Regions from separate parts of the Mus musculus genome. Here regions 2, 3 and 4 are each linked to region 1. Evidence: chromatin contacts called from public Hi-C and HiChIP or PLAC-seq data. All regions are on one chromosome and are shown on one strand. The core of a region is the stretch at or near the end of the contact, and the rest is flanking DNA. Distances in the headings are between cores, read along the strand shown.

Region 1 (4,472 bases), core at 373-2,872:
AAGATAACAAGTGTTGGTTAGAATGTGGGAAGGGAGGGACCTCTGTATGTTGTTGCTAGGAAAGTAAATAAATGAGTGCAGTCATTAAGGAAAACAGGGGGTACTGGTTAGTTCATATTGTTCTTCCACCTATAGGGTTGCAGACCCCTTCAGCTCCTTGGGTACTTTCTCTAGCTCCTAAGATGAGGATCTTAAAGCCCACACCCAGTGACACACTTCCTCCAACAAGGCCACACCTCCAAATAGTGCCAATTCCTGGATCAAGCATATTCAAAACACCACAGAGAGGTTCCTAGTACCTTAACCCTCAGGAAATGCATACTCACCCTGAAAATCCCTTCCCACTCTCCAAGGTTTATATAGCCCTTATTCACCCCAAGTAAAATATATGTGCAAGCCATTTCAATAAATTCTGTCTAAAAGAGCTGTAACACTGAAATCCTTGTAGAAGGCCCCCTCTCCCCAGCCAAACCCACAGACCAAGAGCCTGCTGACGTACTGAACCACAACATTGGTTAAAGGTATAGAATTAGAGCTAGAAAAAGGAAGTGAATTTTTAAGAGATTAGTTAATAATGATACATTGTATTCTTCAAAAATGTAAAGAGTGTGGGTGTTATATGGTTTTACCATGGGAGTAATAACCACGTGAGGTGGTGTGTTTGTTAATTAGCATTGTTGTATCTCTGTGTGTATATACTTAAGAATAAGTTGTACATGATAAAATCATATGCTATCTGCCAATTTTAGAAGTGTGTTTAAAGGACTGGAGGGATGGCACAGTGGTTAAGAGCATTTGCTGCTCTTGTAGAGGACTGGAATTTGGTTCCCAGAACTCACATGGTGGCTTATAACTGCCTGTAACTCCAGTTCAAGGGGATCCAATGCCCTCTTCTGGCTTCCCTTGGTACCAGGCATGCATATGGTGCACATGGGGACATTCAGGCTAAGCAGTCATATACATAAAATAAAAGTAAATGCATTTTTAAGAAAGAAAGAATGAAGTCCCACTGAGGGTAGGGAGTTGTTTGGTTTGGTTAATGTTTTTAGGGCTGGGGTGGTGGCTCACTGTTCAGCACATTGTTCTTGAAGAGGGTACAGCTCCGGTTCTCAGCACCCATGTTGGGTGCCTCACAGCTGCCTGCAACTCCAGCTCCATGGGATCTAGTCTCTTCTGGCTTCTGTGGACACCTGCTGTGGTGTATACACACACACACACACACACACACACACACACACACACCAAACAAATTTTAAAAGGAAGGAAATTGAAATTAAAAAAAAGAAAAAAAAAGGAAGTAAGAAAGGAAAGGGAGGAATCAAATAAGAGAGGTGAGAAAAGGAGAAAAACAGGAAACAAGACTCTTGAAATAAAGGGGAAGAGGAAACGATACAAGAGTGTGTGTGTGCTGGGGCGTTGTAAAGTAAATGAACAGATAGGGGAACCCAGACAAGTGGGAATTTTGACTTATACAAAAAAGGAAGTGAGAAATGTAAAGCGTCTGAGGGTGAAGAGAAATCTGGGTGTGAGCCATGGGAAAAGGGAAGTGAGAACTGAGAGAGGGGGAGATCCGGTACAGTGGACACTCAGAGTACAGCGGATACAGAGGGTACAGCGGGTGGGAAAAGGGAAGTGAGAAGTGAGAACTGAGAGAGGGGTGATCCGGTACAGCGGACACTCAGGGTACAGCGGGTGGGAAAAGGGAAGTGAGAACTGAGGGGAAATTTGGTACATCGCTTAGGGCGGGTGCGGTGGGTGGGAGACGGGAAGTGAGAAATGTTAAAGCTATGGGGGAGGCAAGGAAGCCAGGTGTGAGCCATGGGAAAAGGGAAGTGAGAACTGAGAAATGAGAAAGGGGGTTATCCTGTACGGTGGGTATGGCCAGTATGGAGGATGGGAAAGGGGAAGTGAGGATGTAAGATAAATAAGGGGGAATCCAGATAAGCCAGAAATCTGAAATTTAAAAAAAAAAAAAAAGAGGAAATGAGAAATGTGAGAAAGGAAACAAACCAGATGAAAAAGGGAAGCAGGACAGAGGAGCGGCAGAGAGGCCTTGGCAGGAGAAAAGTTCCCAGGCCAGAGATATGCCACACTCCACTCACGTTGGCCTGGACCTGAACCTACGTGCTCCAGGGCCAGTTCTTTATGGGAGGAGACTGACAGCACTTAGGTAACTGTGAATTGCTACCTTAGAAATAGGATTTTAAGAAGTGAAAAAGAGGAAGAGGAAGTGGAGGAAGAGGAGGAAGGGAAGGGAGGAGAGGAGGGAAAGGAAGAGAAGGAAGGAGGCAGGGAAAGACAGGAGGAGGAAGCTAGAAAGTGTGAGTTGACAGAGCAGAGCAGTTGGTCAATGTAGAATTTTTAACCTGCCTTCCAGTACTCTTCAGCGTTTGGGGGGGGGGGTGGTTCAGGGTGGAGGGAGGCATTGTTCTCTTGCAGGAGTAAGCCACTAGTAGAATTCTGAAGAGTTTGAAAACAAAGCATATTGGTGTGATTAGTTGAAATCTTTTGGTTAAAAATGAAATAACCATTTGTCAATGTTTTATCAACAATGAAGACAATACCCAAAATTGTATGTGTGACCTCAAAGCTAATGTGATATATTGATAATATGATATAATGTGATATATTGAAATTATTCTGAGTAAGAGATACATTGTTACTTTTTTCCTCTTCAATGATCTGTGCTTTTAATTTTAAGGGAACTAATTTTCCCATGTAATGATGTCATTGCAAATTAAAACACTTTTTTCTTCTTTCTCTCCCTTCTCTCCTCCTCTTCCTCTGCAACAGGGTTACATGATGGAAACCAGAATCTCAGACCTGAAATGTGACACAGATGTGTTTGTAACCTTTGAAGGTGACAATGTGGTCATGCTTCAGGTAAGGGTTAGGACACAGTTATTCATTTTAAACAGCACACTTTTCAAGACCAAGAATTATCCAAAAAATCTGAAGTGTTTTGTACATTTTATCTTTATCTGATACCTTCATTTAATTGGCAGGTGTTTTCCTGTTAGGCAGTTGAACAGGGGATTGGGGTATTTGTCTTTTAGGTCATCTTTGATGTTTAAATATGTCTTTGTAGTTTTAGAAAACCACTAGCATGTACTAAGTCAGATTTTTATACTAGCAAAGCTATTCCAATAGAGTATTCAGGCCCTGAAGATAAAACGTGAAAAACAGAATGCTAAACTCCAAAGTATGGGGTGGCCAGTCAACACAGAAATGCATATTAGGACAAATTGGGACTCATTGTTGGCGAAAGTAGAAGAGGGTTTGCATGTTGCTATAGGACTATGTGTAATTCTACCCCAGGACTCTACCCTAATAATCATAAATATGGAATAAAAAACACTGAAGCAATACATTCTCACCACTACATAATTTATTATAGCAATAAGTATCAATAGCAAAATGATTATGTAAATCGTACTCTGACCACTCAGTGGGGAATTATATATCACCTTTAAAATTGTACTTGCAAGCAGTTCTGCTTCTAACAGAAATGTAAAACGTATGGTAAGTAAAATGATATGAAATTGCACACAAGATATAATTGTTGTGTTTTTAAGAGAATAACAGAGGCTGGACGACTCAGGGCATAAAGTGCTTGCTACACAGCTGTGGTCACTCAGGTTTAGAGCCTCGGAATCCATATAAAAAGCTGGGCAGTTGTGACAGCTGCCTGTAGTCCCAGCACACGGGAGACAGATCTGACTTCCATGGGACAAGCAGGCTGGCCAAACTAGACAAAAGGGAAAGCTCTGGGTTCAGTGAAAGAACCTGCCTCAATATAGACAGTGAAGAGCAATAATGAAAGACACTTGACATCAACCTCAGGCATCCACACGCACGTGTGCACTTGCACATACACGCATCTGCAACAAAACAAAAGGAACAAAACCAACAGACGAATAGTGGGGCTTGTGGTCTGTCAGTGGAATCGCCACCTCTTCTCCAGTTATCCCTCTTAATAATTCCACATCCTGGACAATACCCAGCAAACAAACAGGATGGGACTGAAAGGGATAATAAAGATACCAGCCTCCTAGGGGCCTTAGAACTAGAGAAATGAAAAGGCAATTACTTGTTCAGGTTTCTAAGAAGCATGGACAAAATACATTCCAAAATGAAAGCTGTTCCTATAGCCTAAGAACCAGAAACACAGTGGCCTAAGAGTGGAAAAACTTGACAATGTCTGCTTTGAATCAGTTAGGCACAAGGAAATGAGACCCTAACTATATTAGTCAGGGTTTTTCTGCTATGGACAAACACCATGACCAAGGCAACTTTTATAAGGACAACATTTCATTGGGACTGGCTTGCAGGTTTAGAGGTTCAATCCATTATCACCATTTGGGAGAATGGCAGCATCCATGCAGAAGTGGCACTGGAGGAGCTAAGAGTTCTACATCTTAATCCAAAGGAAGTCAGGACCAAACTGTCCTCAGGTAGCTGAGAGGAGAGTC
Region 2 (4,926 bases), core at 481-2,980, 370 kb after region 1:
CATGGGGCTTCCTGTTTCAGCTCCCAGTTATTCTGAAACAAAAATATGCAAGAAAAACATAGGTCACTGCCAACCGCACTGTGACAGTCACTCTAGCACATGGAAACCGAGAAGGGAGACAGATCAAAAACGCTACTATGAGCAGGGGATCAAATCAGCAACACAACTATTCTCATAGTGATATCCGAAATCCAACCGTGGTCATGAGCTGTGGCAACCCTTTAAAAGCCATTCAGGGGAGAGCAGGAAGGCAAACGTTCCCAGAATTCCACTGTTTTGTTTGGGGTCACCCTGTTGTGACTTCCCCATGGGGTCTGATGCCCAGTAAGCTATGAGATTCTACTTCTGTGTTCTTGATTTTTACTAGAGACTCCCACAAGACTTAGAAGACACCCCAGGTGATGTCTTGAGCTCCTGCCTCCAAGGACCCAAAGCAACTTCAAGTCAAGTCCACTGGGAACTCCAATTCACAAGGTGCAGAGCCCCTCAACACCTCTCCTATCTGAGACTCTAAAGATAACTGTGGGCTTACTTGAATTTGTTCCAAGTAGCCTCTATAGGAGAGAAGGAGAAAAAATAATAATAAGACAAGCCCCTCCACACACACAACCAAGCAGAGGTTGCAAGGACAGTATATGGCTGACAGAAGTTCCAGAAAGACTGTAGTTCTATTCATAACTGCACTGCTGCTCAAGGCCCCTGTGGTCAGCCTCCCTTGGTGCACCCCTGTCTGCAGATCACATCCTCAGCTCTCCAAAACAAGTGAAAGGATATTTCCAAAGGCAGAGCAGGTAGAGAGAGGCAGATGGTGCCGTGCCCTCAAAAGGTATGCTGTAGATCCAGAGCCTGCTCTGCACTCAAATCTGCCTCACACACACACACACACACACACACACACACACACACACACACACACACTGGAGCAGTTTTCCCATGAGATGGTTGAAGACAATGCTCCCATGGGAACAAGGTTAAATCTAAGCTGGCCACTGTTTCCAGCTCTGACGCTGAACAACACTGCTGACAGCTGAGAAGGCAGTACCACTCAAAACTTCCTGGGACATCTCCCTGTGCCCCCAGTGGGATACCAGCCTGAGTTCACCCTGAGCTCCAAAGGACTTTGCACTGTCCACGGCCTTTTGTTAATGACCCACATTTTTTCTGCAACCTCAGAGCGGGGAATTGCATGATTTTTGGAATAGCTCCATCTGTCCCCAAGAGATCCCTTCACAATGCATAATATACAAAGGATACAAGAAAGAGGAAATATGCAAAGTTGCTCAGACGGGTGTATTGTGTGTTTCCCGACATGAGTGTTGTTGCTGCGTGGAGTTAGGAAGGAGGGCAAATTGCCCAGCCATTGAGCTCTAGCTGAGCTGCTTCTAAGGACCCTCTCTGAAAAACAAAGCTTCCTAGAGGGTCCGGGCTCTTGACAGCAGCAACTGTGGTAATTTAGTGCCTTTGTTATTCTTTAAAAGGCCCCTATTGTCAGTGGCAGTGGGGAAGTTTCTGGAAGCTGGGGAACCTGTCTGTGTGACACCTACACAGTCAGGGGAACAGCATCCCCTCCCCACCCCCTACCCCCACCCATGAATCTCTTGGGAAAACCAGCTTCCCGTTTTGTGTCCTGTGAGCCAGCATTTTCTGACCAGGCTCACAGTATCCGCCATCTGGCCCAGGATTTCATCTGCAGCGCCTTCCTGGGTGGGCAAAGAGAAACAGGAACTGGGTGACGCACCAGTGGCTGACATGGGTGGAAGGAGAAACTGGCTTCCTCTAGTTCTACCCATGAAGCAGAGATAGATAGCCGACTGCCCTGTCCTCACCAGCCTGCCTCTTCTTAGTGGGATGCAAGAGTCAAATGGAATAGCTCAAGCAGTTACAATATGGCACTCCCAGCCAAGTGGGTACTGAAATCGCAGAGAGGGGATAGGGCCTTATAGACACAGCAGGCTAGGCCATAGAAGGAGGAAGTGGACACCCTTTCCAAGGTCACACCAGACGGGGCACAAGTGGACTAAGACTTGGGTCTTTCCCACCTAGTTCCCATGGACTAGTGGCCAAAGTTAGTGGTAAGTCCAGCTTACCACTGCAGAACCTGAATAAGCTGGCCTGGGAGCTTTTGCATGGATGAAACTAATTCCTGTGAACCCTATATTGGATGCCTACCTAGCTTTCATTGGAGAAGCCCAGGCTAGTCTATTTGGAGACTATAAGAAGTTTGTTCCCAATTCTCAGCAATTCTCAAGGACATCTTCCATAACCAAGTGGACACTGAAAGTGGTGGAGACCACCCATTCCTCCCCAGTACTGGGTTGAGCCTGAAGGGACACCTGGTCACATGTAGGGCCAAGCTGCTCTCTGCTTTGGTGAGCTTTGCTCTTCTTGTGGGTCTTTAATATTCACTATTAGCAACTCCCCATCCCCACTACGGATACACAACTTTATTTTCCCTAAGACATTATGAACAATCTGGGACCCACGAATACCATACTGAAGACAAGTACTCATTAGGGAACAGAAATGTAGTTCAGGCTAGAGGTGAAAGGTATCCATACAGAGAATGAGGCATGAGCCCTCAATGTCCCCAGCTTGTCTCTCACCAAGGTTCCTCTGTCCAGAGCTACAACCACGTATCTCTAAGCATATTTAGATCCTTTCGGGGCTTGGGTGATGTGACTTAGCTTCTACAGAATGCTCCTGGCTCAGAAAATGACTATGTATAAAGACTTTCAATGCTCTAAGGCAGAGTCTGAGTCTCTCCCAGAGCTGTTCTACCTCACCCAGCTCCTCTCATCCACTACTGAGTACAGCATCCCATCTGCCGGAGTGTCCAGATGTGTGGTTTTCACCCAAGCCGGCATCCATCCTCTCAGAAGGATGCGTGAAGGCCATCTCTTACCAAGCAGGCAGAGCCAAAAGCACAGGGAACCCAAAATCCAGAGGTGGAGCTTGACAGTCATACCCAGGTTCCCACCCAGCATCCTGGTCATCACATTCTGATGCCAGATGCTCATGGAAAATTCAATACCAGAGCCTCAAGGATCTCATAAATGGGCTCACCTTTTAGTAGTCCTTGGGTACCACTAAGGACGGCCTCAGAGTACACCAAAGGTAAAAATGGGCAAAGGATCCACAAAGGTAAAGATCTGGTCTCCCAGGTTATCTTCTGGTCTCATCTGTCCACATCCTTCCCTTCGACTTCCTTCTCCAGATTTGCTCATTAAAATTTTTTTCAAAGAACAAAACCTGGACACTTTTACAGATTTATATAGTCTGACCGGCCTTGTGAGAGGACAAAGTTACAGACAGTCCCATGGTCACTAAGAAATTCAAAGGGTCTTTGAAAAGCAGCAGTCACCTCCAAGGTTGGGTTGGAACATGTGAGAAAGACCTCAGCCTTCAAGACAAACAACAACAACCTAGAGCCACGATCCTTCAAAGCAAGCCAGTGGCCTCTAGCCCTGGACACAGTTCTCAGTGCACCCAGGTCTGGACCAGACCATTCTCTCTACAGCAGCATGAAATCACCTGAGGATGCACTAGATATGCAAACCCTCAAGCTTCCCCCTGTGTCTTCTGATTTGGAAACTCTAAGGGTAAAACCTGGGTTGTCCTCACAGCACCCAGAAATAGAAATAGAAACGCAAGGGCCAACAGTGGCAAGTGATGGCTTGCTCCAAGTGACAGTCTTGAACACTAGTGTAGTCTCCACCGACCCTACTGGCCACACTTAGTCAACAATTAGTGTCTGGTTTCAGTAACTATTCTCAAGCCACCCAGTGGATGGGCCTTTCCAGAAATCTTTCTGAGAGGACAGATGCCAGGCTCGGGTGAAAAATACACATGGATCTGGACAGATGGGATGCTGTACTCAGTCAGTGGTCAAGGAGAGAAGCTGGGTGTGTTGGAGCAGCTCTGGGAGGGACTCAGGCTCTGCCTTAGGGGGTTGAAAGCTTCCATATAATTCACGGTGGGCAGGAAAAGTGGAGAACTCAGAAGGCTTCCAAGGCTTGAGGAGACTGTTGAGAGAAGAGCCTCCATCTTCTGCTTTTGATATTGGGTATCTGCACAGCACAGACCTGAGCTGGAGGCCTCTCAAATGCAGGATCAAATCTCAAATCTCCTATACCAAACTGTTCAACCAGCCAAGACACCCATCACTGCCTCCTCTCCCCAGTCTGCATAGACCTACTGAGAATAGGGGGCCCTGAAGTCTCTTGGCATTTCATTTCAATAAGAACAGAGTCATGCCATCAGCTCCACACACATTACTGTCACCCTAGGAAGGAGGGTAGATACAAAGTCACACACCTCTTAGTCTGGTCATTTGAAGTGTCAGAGCATAGGTACCAGGCAGAACAAAGTACTCATACTGAGACAGGTAGGGAGCACAGAAGGACAGGCCAAAAATGTAGACTGAAGAGAATTGTTGAACAACAATAACAACAACCCAAAGCTTAACCTTGTACAGGAAGTATAAGAAAATAAAGAACGAGGCAAAGAAGAAAAAGAAGGGAAGGAAGGAAGAAAGAAAAAGTAGAAAGAAAGAGAGGAAGAAAGAAAAAAGCTAAGAAATTGTAGGTACATGCTGCAGGTAAGATATTGGTCCCTCAGTTTCCATGGTTACCTTTGAAGATTTGGGGGCATAGGCAAGAGTACTTGGGGCCTGGGGGGACTCACAAAGCCAACAAGATGACTGGGAGTACATGAAACACAGGCTGGTTAGATAACAGTAGAACCCAGTTTTCACACATAGCCTTCCCTAGGGTGTGAGCACCCTAGGCTGGGGAACAGACCTTGTAAGTCCGGCCTCTCTGTTCCAGGTTCTGACCTTTTGTGTGTTTCAGGTGAAGAATCAAGACTTGCAAGATTCTGACCACAAAGTCCCCTATCCCCACCCGCGCATACACCCCTGCACAACTG
Region 3 (4,544 bases), core at 1,416-3,915, 290 kb after region 1:
CTCTCTCTTAATCTTGTTTGTGTTTCTGACCTATATAACTTCTTGGTGTAATGAGGGCCATATGTTTTCTTTACTTACCTACAGGTTAATGTGGAAGCAAATGGAAGGTGCTGTCTCTCTTCATTTCCACAGCACCTCCTCAGTTTCTCTTTATGTAAACAAAATCCAGGGTGCACTTCTGATGGCTGACATTCCATGCGTGCCCACTCCACTACCAGCTTCCCAGATGAAGAGCTTTGTCATGCTATGCAATGCTGCGCCCATTGTTCCTCCCTCAGACTTTTGACCAGCAAGGAAATGCACTGCTCAGCTACTTAGCAGATGTCCTTGTGAGAGAACCACAGCCCCTCTTAAGTTCGACAGGCCCTCTTAAAAATCAGAATATTGACCACATCTTCATGGCAAGAGATGCTGGGAACCCATGACCCTGATGAAAAGCAAAAGGATCCCAAAGCAAGATTGAATTCTCATGAATGGATCTCTGACATGTGCGAAAATGCTAGATTTTTAGAAGTATTGAGTATATGCATCTTATGGGGGAAATCTATGAATTTCATTAGATATTCAAAAAAGTAGGTCATGCTCCAGAAGTTCCTCCCAAATGTGGGGCTCATCCGAGGGCTCATCTTACGTTATTGCTGGCACGTTCCATGAGCATGTGGGGAGTCATGGTAGAGACACCGGCCAGAGGCTGACGTAGCCAGAGGCTCCTGCCCGAGCTTCCAGACTCTCCTGCCCTAAAAGTGGGAATTTACATTTTGTTTCTATCTTCAAAGTTTCACTAGGACATGAACGATGGTTGCATTCATTATATAATCAGAGGCCATGACCTCAGTAACTACCCAAAAAGGATTCCTGGGACAGTAACTGCAGGTAGAGGTGGTCGGGGGTGGGGTGAGGCAGACAGGACAGGGAACAAGGCTTAGAGACCAGGAAAGATAGTGGAGCTCCTGAACAGATGAGATGTTCAGAATCTGCAAAGGTCCCTAAAGATTAAATTCCAGTGAAAAGCCCCCAAGGGCAAATGTGCCCTGACCTGCCGAGCTTGGCATGGGAGGTTCCTGTCTTAGTTACTGTTATCATGGCAAAGGCAACTTATAGAAGAAAGCTTTTAACTGGGGGCTTGCTTACTGCTTCAGAGGACGAATTGCTTATCATTGTGGCAGGGAGCATGGCAGCACACAGCAGATGGGGTGCTGGAGAGGTAACTGGAAGCTACATCCTGATCTGCAGTCTGCAGGCAGCAAGGACGGGGACACACACACACACACACACACACACAGAGAGAGAGAGAGAGAGAGAGAGAGAGAGAGAGAGAGAGAGAAGAGAGAGGCCCATCCCCAGTGGCACACCAACTGGGTATCAAAGATTCAAATATGTGAGCCCACGGGGGGGGGGGGGCTTTCTCACTCAAACCACCACAGCAACAGAGTCTAGAACAGGGCTTTGGAGGCAGCCCTGACTCTCTCCCCTTTCTTTACACAGAGCACCTCATTATTCTCAGACAGTGCCATTCTGAGAGCAGGCACCAAACCGACAGTGAGTTTTGGCCAAGACTTCCCTTTTTGCATGGTTGTGAGTGACTGGTGGGGGACCTGGGTGAGTGGGACAGCCTTCAGCTATGACATGCAGCACCTGTTGTAGAGGGTCTTGGTGGGTCAGCAGTGGCCCCAGGACGACACAGGTGCTAGCCAAGAGCTCAAGAGCCATTGCCATCTCCAGACCTACCTCAAGTTATGCCTCCCCCAAGAAACAACTGCTTCTGGGTTGAACAATCTATTTAGAGAGGATGGCAAGTCACACCTCACCGTGCTCCCCACCAAATCACGAATCCACCACGTCACCATGCTTTCCTGTGGACAGAGGAGTGGCAAAGAAGCCATCCTGCCGAGCTTCCTGCTCAGGCACAATGACATCTGCTGCCCTGCTGGTGACGCGCAGCCCACCCCAGGTGTGGGAACGCTCTGGCTTCTTGTAGATTGTGGTTTCCCCGTTGAGTCAGAGGGATTGGGACAGTGCTTTGAGCAGAAGGACAGGCGGGTCACAAGACATGTGTGTGTCAAAGAGATAAATTTTGAATCTTTGACAACAGGTTTATTTCGAGTAAGCTGAGTCACTGATTACATCAAAGATCGTGCCCAGCTGGAGACACTAACAGCAAAACCCAGACCTGGGGCATTTCATGGAAGTTACCGTAAACAGTTATTTTGGGCAAAAATAGATTTTCATCTATTTGTTTATTTTTGAGACAGGGCTTGCCATGTAGCCCAGGCTGGTCTGGAATATACAATTCATTATGTAGCCCAGGTTACCTTCAAACTCAATGTCTTTGTGTCTCAGCCTTACAATGTTTGGGTTAGTGTTGTTGACATTGTTGTTTTCTACAAAGCTTTAAAACACACACAAAAAGAAATGAATTTATTACTTATCGCAACTTAGCAGAGTAGTTAAATTTATAATCTGCCTTAAATTCTATATGATTGGGAGAGGGTACCAAAAAGCAGGGAAGACCCTTGGTGAGGGTTGGGGGAGGGGTACTCAGAATACCCTTGAGATGGAGCGAGTTCATCTGATGTTTAATGTGCATAGCACCAGTGAGGCTCTCCACTCTATGGAAAGAGTGAATGTCTTTCTAAAACCTCCATGGAGTCAGGCCAGGCATCTCTTCAGACGTCTGCTTCCTGAGTCATCTTTGCCTTTTCTGTGACAGACTACTGATTCCACTGGGAACACTCTAGCCATGTGGAGTCCTTCTGAGTTCCAGGAGTCTATACTGTTGGTCACAGGGAAAGAGAAGGATCACGGGTTTGACAGAGGCTCTGGGGACAGCAGGCCTGGCTATCCAGTGGACTCCACTGGCAGAGGAGGGCTGATATTTTGCTCTGGAGGGAAGCCTGGGTGGAATAGGGTTTCCTTCAGGCTGTGCAGCAGTTCAACCAAGAGGCAGTTCAGCAGAGCAATTGAGCCATAGACAGCAAGCTCTCTCCCCGTGTTTATCTCCAGTTTCCACCTTCGATTCTTCTCAGGAGACCCAGATCCCTCCACTCTCCCCACGCTCATCTAGGAAATTGGAGCTACCTCAAGGATGCCAGGATCCTCAGAGCCCATTTCTCTGAGCAGCCAGGCTGTTGTGTCAATAGTCCGAGAACAGAAGAGCCATAGATCTCAGCCAGGTAGGAGCCTCGTGTAGCCTTGGGGGGTTCAAAGGCCCGACCCCAGTATCTGACCCATCAGCTGCTTTGATCTGCTGAAGTTTCTTTCTTCTACTTCCCACAGACTTTTATGATTTTATTACATGTGTGTTTGCTCTGTTCTGTGACAATTGAGGTGAATGAATCAGAATCACCAATTGTTTTTCCTTCTAGTCTGCCCAGGTCTGTCACCCCATCCTGCTCTGACCATTTTTTTTTTTTTTTTTTAAGATTTATTTATTTATTATATGTAAGTACACTGTAGCTGTCTTCAGACACTCCAGAAGAGGGCGTGAGATCTCATTACGGATGGTTGTGAGCCACCATGTGGTTGCTGGGATTTGAACTCAGGACCTTCGGAAGAGCATTCAGTGCTCTTAACCGCTGAGCCATCTCTCCAGGCCCCTGCTCTGACCATTTAAACCCCCTCTTGCCCTCCAGTGAGAGCACAAGCACCAATCTTCCAGGCTTCACCTTTCATGCTCCCCTCCCCCAAAGCAAGCTCAGGCTCTTTCTCCAAAACAGGAAGTTACAGATAGTGAAGTGACATCGGTCCCTGGCCTCCACTGGTAGCCTCCCCCACTCTCTCCCTCATTCTGAGCAACGTCCTCTGACTAACTCCCGAGGTTCTCCTTCCTCTCTGGAGCCCCCTTGCATCAGCGCAGCTGCCTGGACTCCTCCCAATGCCCAACTAGAATTTCCAGAACCTTCCAAGCTAGGTGGCCTCCTTCTGACCTATGGACATTCCTCTGGGGCTGGTTCTGTCACAGGATTTTTTCCCCCTGAGGATTTATTGCCAGGAAAAAGAATTCCCCAAAGGAACGTTGTGATTTCTCATGTTGGACAATGAGAGCCAGACACTGTTCTTTCTGTCGCTGGGATGCTTCAGTGCTACCCTAATGTGTAGGACAGATGGTTCTCAACCTGTGGGTTGCGGCCCCCATAGAGGTCAAATGACCTTTTTATAGAGGTCATCCCTGGAAAACACAGACATTTACGTTACAACTCACAACAGTGATGAAGTAGGACATATTTTGTGGTTAAGGGTCACCATGTGAGAAACTGTATTAAGGCGACACAGCACTAGGAAGGTTGAGCAGCGCTGTGCTTAACACCATTGCATACAGCTGACTGAGAAGGCGGTCTGGTTTCCCTAGCCTCTGGGTCCACGATCCAGACATACTGCTCTTTTCCCAGTCTCTTGGAGCATTGCTGCCTACTGAGGGGTCCCCTGCACACAGTGGATTTGTGGAAGCCTCATTCCCTGCTCCCCACCTTCGACTGGGATCTCCCGACAACCATCATAATGTGCTGGCCTCCTGCACCTTATAAAATGGGATCTTTCTAAAGGGG
Region 4 (4,717 bases), core at 1,707-4,206, 400 kb after region 1:
AACCTTGCGTGCAGCCTGCAGCCTAGCGTGGATGTGATCCTCAGGAAACCTGAGTGTGGGTGCTGGGTTTACCTTCCAAACCGTGAAGTCGCCACCGTCAGGGGCAGTCACTATTTTTTATGTCACCAAGATATCAGGGATACTATAACCACCCGGGGAATGCTAGGGAAATAAACACGGCAGCTCAATTCTAGTTTTAAAACCACTCTCCCCTCACCTCAAACTGTTATAGGTAAAATAATACCAACCAGTCACAACTTAGAACTTAGTTAAATACGACATTCCTGTTTCTGACTTATGGTATCATCCATAGGTTTCCAAAGCCAGCACCACACCAATGTTTTGCGGAGCCGCAGGTGTGCAGGAATATAGCACAGTGGTTGCATGCTTCTCAGTGTTAGCGAGGCCCTAGGCTCCACCCTCAGTACTGAAAAACAAAAAACCCCACAAACAAACAGAAAACCAAACCTCCTGTGCCTGGGCAAACTAGCACCCTTTTTTCCCCCTCATTATTCGAATAAAAACATCTTCAAATACAAAGCAGACAGCCCAAAGCTGATCTCTCCTTGGAAGACTGGAAACCAGGACCACGACATTTGTCCCAGGTACAAATGGATTTAAGCTGCAAGTTCCTGGGGCCTTTGCCGCCTACGAACTACCACATCCTTGGGACCTTCCCAGCCAGCTTCGGAGCACCCAGGAAACTGCAACTCTTGCTTCTGAGCCAGAGTCCAGCTGCATCCACACGGCCACACGCTCTGTAGTTATTCCGTTATCTTGCCATTAAGGAAAACCCACATGAATTCCACTGTGGCCATGAACAAGTTTAAGGTTACCAACGTCATCACCAGAGGCTCCGGACTGAAAGCTTTCATCAAAGAGGCCATGCTCTTCTAAGCCAGCGTGGTGTTCCCAATGTCTGACAAGTCAACGGATTTCAGAATGTTCAGAGAGAATTCGAAAAGGAGCTGAGACCTCCCACACACACGTGAAAACTCCAGTAGAGAGGTCATCCCCTCTTTCTACCAACAAGGACATGAACCCACAGCAAGCTAAAGACAGAGCGAAGGAAGTATAGATATAAAAGGCTTCCACTCTTCCACACCTATCAGGGGGATGGGTTCCATAGTGGAAAACCCTGTCCTCAGGGCAAATCAGTCCAGTAGCAAAAACACGCTGGCTTCATTTATATTACAAGAACTCACTTTGCCACCTGGAGACGTTATTCAGCAACGGTAACAGGATCTGTAAAACTGTCGGACTTTCACATTACTTCTGAGTGAAGATACCTTATCAGACACCAAGTAGGTAGAAAAGCCATTTATCGCACGGGAGAGCTGGATGTCCCCTCTTAATCTGTGGGCTTCAGCCACGGGGATTGGGAAGACTCCAGTTGACTGAAAAATGACTGGAGGAGAGAAGCCTTGCCTCACAGTGTCAAAAATAACTCAGCTGGGAGAGCATTCCACTGAAGATCAAAATGATTTGGCTCTCCTGGCAAAGGCTCACCCTGCCACACGCTGGGCCCCACCAATAGATTGCAATCTGAATCAGAAAAAAAGGACACCCCCCCCCCCCCATGCTTGTTCACAGAGCTCAGCAGCGGGCCTGTGGCCAGTAGGAGCACCAGGTGTTTTATCTGGTTTCGCACTGGTGCCCTGAGTCCCTGGGCCTCACCATCCCTAGGCCTCTGTAGGAGCCTAGAGGGGGCCTGGCTGCTGGGGTGGGGGGTGGGGGCAGCTGTGAGGAGAAACAAGGCCCCACCCACACAGGCTATGGTTTCAGTTTCACCCAGCCTCAAACACCATTATGCAAATGAGTCGGGCACCCCAGCTCACCTCCTCCTTCTCATCCTCACTCTTCATCCCAAAGTTGAGGAGGGAATGTGCCGGGGAGGCAGTATTTGCATCATATTTACTTTCAAATGCCCAGGTGCCATTGGCAGCAGATTCTCCTTTCAGAAGGGCAATCACGAATATAAAGTGGAGAATTAGTCCAAGTGTCAAGAGTGAAGCCCTGCGGCTAATGCCAAGCTTCTCACATAAATGGAGTGTCAACGACGTGCCTGGGCTGGGAAGGAGTGGGGCAGAAGGAAGAGGATACCCTCCATTTCAGAGGCTTATTGGCACTAGTCCAAGGGGAGCTGGGGCCCCCAAGAGTGGACAGACAGCCACAGGCTCTGCAGATCTGCACTGCAAATCTCCAGTCCCGTGGGCTTTGGGAAAACAATTCCTTGCTTCACATTCAAGGCACGTTCTAAAAGTAGGGAGGGCAATCATTTTGTCCGCATCACACACCTGCAGTTAATGCAAGTGATCCGAGGTGATATCCACTCAGACAAAAAACAAAATCTGCAGCCCAGAGTAGTGTTTGTAAGATTTGATTGAGGGCATGGAGGTGCAGAAGCGGGCTTTCCTGCATGACTGTGTCAAATGCTGGCTTGGGATTTTTCTTTCGAGAGTTTAGGACCAGAATAATTAGATTGTCAGCTCACACGACCTTGTGTGCCTGGCTACGAGATGCCCTAGGTTTCCCCTAGTGCTTCTCACGTCATTTTCTGGATAACAAACCTCTGTTCCCGTCAGGAACACTCTTCCTCAGCCCCTCTTACTACTCGGTTTCATTTTCAAGTGTTGGGTGTAACTCACAGCTGCAGGAGAGAAAGATGGCTCTCTCTGACTTAGCCTGAGTGCAAAGAAATTCCAGTCAGGTGGGCACATTTGAAAAGACAAAAACCTACAGAGACTCTTGACCAGCTCAGAAAGAGAGGGCTTATGCACGGGAGTGAGGTTTGTCTCTGTTAAGGATGCTGGAACCAATGCTTTGCAGAGGTCAGGCAACTTTGCCCTCAGAGATGGTTTACGATCTTCATACATGATTAGGTCCACAGGGCAAGCAGAACCACCAGGTGCTCTCAGTCTGCCCATACTCTGAGCCCTTAGAGTCTCAAATGGTTTCCTTTTCCTGATGTGTGCAAGGAGGCCTGTAGCTGCCAGGCCCCTCCTGCCTGTGTGGACAGACTGGCCTGGTAAGAGCTGGGGAGTGCAGTTTGGCTTTCACAGAGGTCCCACCGGACACCTTCTCACCACCTTTGGGTGGCACAGTCACTTTCTCTGACTTCCCGTGGCACACTGAGGATCCCTGGATCAGCCACAGCACATACTTAGTGTGTTCACAATATTCTTAGACGCAGCACCTCTTTCGGTCATCACAAATAAATGTCACAATCTAGGACATCTATAAAAACGGCCCCCTGCTTTATGCCAAGGCTCATAACTGATTAAGTGACTGTCAACAGCTTAGCCCTAAATGGAGCATAAGTGTTACCCTCTTCGAGGTCTGGGGAACACTGGAGAAGAAAGGGCAGGAAGAATGTAAGAGGCAGTCAATGAGGAGGGCTCCGTGAAACACTGTCTCTTCAACAAGATGTGGTCACTGCATTCATGAACTCTCCGCAACTCGGGTTACCTGAATAAGGCTGGGTACCCAACATTTCCTCACAGATAGGATGGTCATCTCAAGCCCTACTCATTCTTCTGGGGCTGTTGGTGATTAACGGTTTTTCTGTTTTTTTTGTTTTGTTTTGTTTTGTTTTGTTTTGTTTTGTTTTGTTTTAGTGCTGTGGCCACTAAGTTGTGATGCTCTAAGTCCCCCGTCTGTGCTCAAGCAAGCAACCTCCCCTAAACTCAGTGGTCCAAAACACTGCCCTCAAATGAATCTCTAGGAACTTAAATGTGTTTACACATGTGTATAAGTATATTTACCTGTATGTTAAATTTTATGTAAATAAATGTTGTTTCTTCAAGCCGCCAATCTTAGGATGCTATCAACTCCAGGGGTTTTAAACATTAGAGAATAAAATCAGTGAAGAGATGCTGAGAGAAACAACAAAATCTAGGATGACACAGTCTAGTGGAGAAAGTGTCCCCTGCCTGTGGGGACCAAAGCCATCCATCCTGAGTGGATGATTGGTATGAGTTTTTAAATGGAAGTTGGTAGAACATGCTCAGGAAAATGCACTTCTACATAAGCTAGAGAAAAGTAAAAGAACTTAGTTGCAAAGGGAAATAGGCCACCTCTGCTCTTGTTTTATACCCATGCATATTCTGTCTGTCACAGAGAACAGTGTTAATTCTGGGAAGACGACCACATTTGTCAGGCTTCTCCAGAGAGACAGGACCCACAGGAGATATACATGCATATGTGTGCATGAGAGAGAGATAGACAAACAGACACAGACAGTGATTTAGATTTAAAGGGCTGGTTTGCACAGTGGTGCGGATTCAAGCCCACATGAGAGAGCAGGTTACAGAGCAGGCTACAGAGCAGGTTACAGAGCAGGCTACAGAGCAGGCTACAGAGCAGGCTACAGAGCAGGCTACAGAGCAGGCTACAGAGCCATAGGAGTTGGTAATGCAGGAGCCACTCTTCCTGCGGTGTTGCATTAAATGCTGAGAATTCCCAGTCCTTTGGGGTTTAGGAAAACACAGTGGTGGGACATTGAGACTCTGGGGCATTTTTTTCTTGGAGGTTAGTCTTTCTACTGAAGGCCCCTAACTGATTGATCAAGGCCCATTGATATAAGTGGTAATCTCATCTTGCAAATTACCTCACAGCAATATCAAGACTAGCAGTGTGGGGTTAGGGGAAACAGGGGATGAGGCTGGAGAGATGGCTCAGCAATTAAGAGCACTTGTGCTCTTCGGAGGCTCTGGGT

What was found. Hi-C and Micro-C count contacts between places; a contact is called where the count stands out from the background. HiChIP or PLAC-seq counts read pairs in DNA pulled down with a chosen protein or histone mark.
Region 2: an H3K27ac HiChIP or PLAC-seq map of large pre-B cells shows a contact between it and region 1, with 3 times the contacts expected there. The contact joins two enhancer-like sites. A contact is called at or near these places in 1 of 484 Hi-C or Micro-C datasets (germinal center B cells) and 1 of 115 datasets of contacts at active chromatin or transcription factors (large pre-B cells).
Region 3: a contact with region 1 is called in an H3K27ac HiChIP or PLAC-seq map of double positive thymocytes, with 2.5 times the contacts expected there. The contact joins two enhancer-like sites. A contact is called at or near these places in 1 of 484 Hi-C or Micro-C datasets (B cells) and 1 of 115 datasets of contacts at active chromatin or transcription factors (double positive thymocytes).
Region 4: a Hi-C map of centrocytes shows a contact between it and region 1, with 2.4 times the contacts expected there. The contact joins two enhancer-like sites. A contact is called at or near these places in 3 of 15 datasets of contacts at CTCF or cohesin (large pre-B cells, pro-B cells and stem cell-derived epiblast-like cells), 16 of 484 Hi-C or Micro-C datasets (B cells, the BV-2 cell line, LSK cells and 10 more), 4 of 115 datasets of contacts at active chromatin or transcription factors (bone marrow-derived macrophages, large pre-B cells and microglia) and 1 of 9 other capture datasets (embryonic stem cells).

Annotation. Positions count from the first base shown.
Region 1 is chr2:128,007,284-128,011,755 of GRCm38.p6, forward strand. Acoxl (acyl-Coenzyme A oxidase-like) reads left to right here. Exons shown (of 18, transcript NM_028765.3): 12 at 2,794-2,883. Among named protein-coding and RNA genes, the nearest start is that of Bcl2l11, 120 kb to the right of the region's middle. Within about 2 kb of position 1,623, at least 89 of the 459 cell types and tissues checked have an H3K27ac peak or open chromatin away from gene starts, as enhancers often do. A contact at or near this core is called in B cells, centroblasts, centrocytes and 2 more, where this site is marked.
Region 2 is chr2:128,372,396-128,377,321 of GRCm38.p6, forward strand. The region is part of intron 1 of Morrbid (myeloid RNA regulator of BCL2L11 induced cell death); the gene reads right to left. Among named protein-coding and RNA genes, the nearest start is that of Gm14010, 48 kb to the right of the region's middle. Within about 2 kb of position 1,731, at least 95 of the 459 cell types and tissues checked have an H3K27ac peak or open chromatin away from gene starts, as enhancers often do.
Region 3 is chr2:128,293,251-128,297,794 of GRCm38.p6, forward strand. No RefSeq gene overlaps it. Among named protein-coding and RNA genes, the nearest start is that of Gm14009, 130 kb to the left of the region's middle. Within about 2 kb of position 2,666, at least 109 of the 459 cell types and tissues checked have an H3K27ac peak or open chromatin away from gene starts, as enhancers often do. A contact at or near this core is called in B cells and double positive thymocytes, where this site is marked.
Region 4 is chr2:128,401,620-128,406,336 of GRCm38.p6, forward strand. The region is part of intron 1 of Morrbid (myeloid RNA regulator of BCL2L11 induced cell death); the gene reads right to left. Among named protein-coding and RNA genes, the nearest start is that of Gm14010, 19 kb to the right of the region's middle. Within about 2 kb of position 2,957, at least 25 of the 459 cell types and tissues checked have an H3K27ac peak or open chromatin away from gene starts, as enhancers often do. A contact at or near this core is called in centroblasts, centrocytes and pro-B cells, where this site is marked.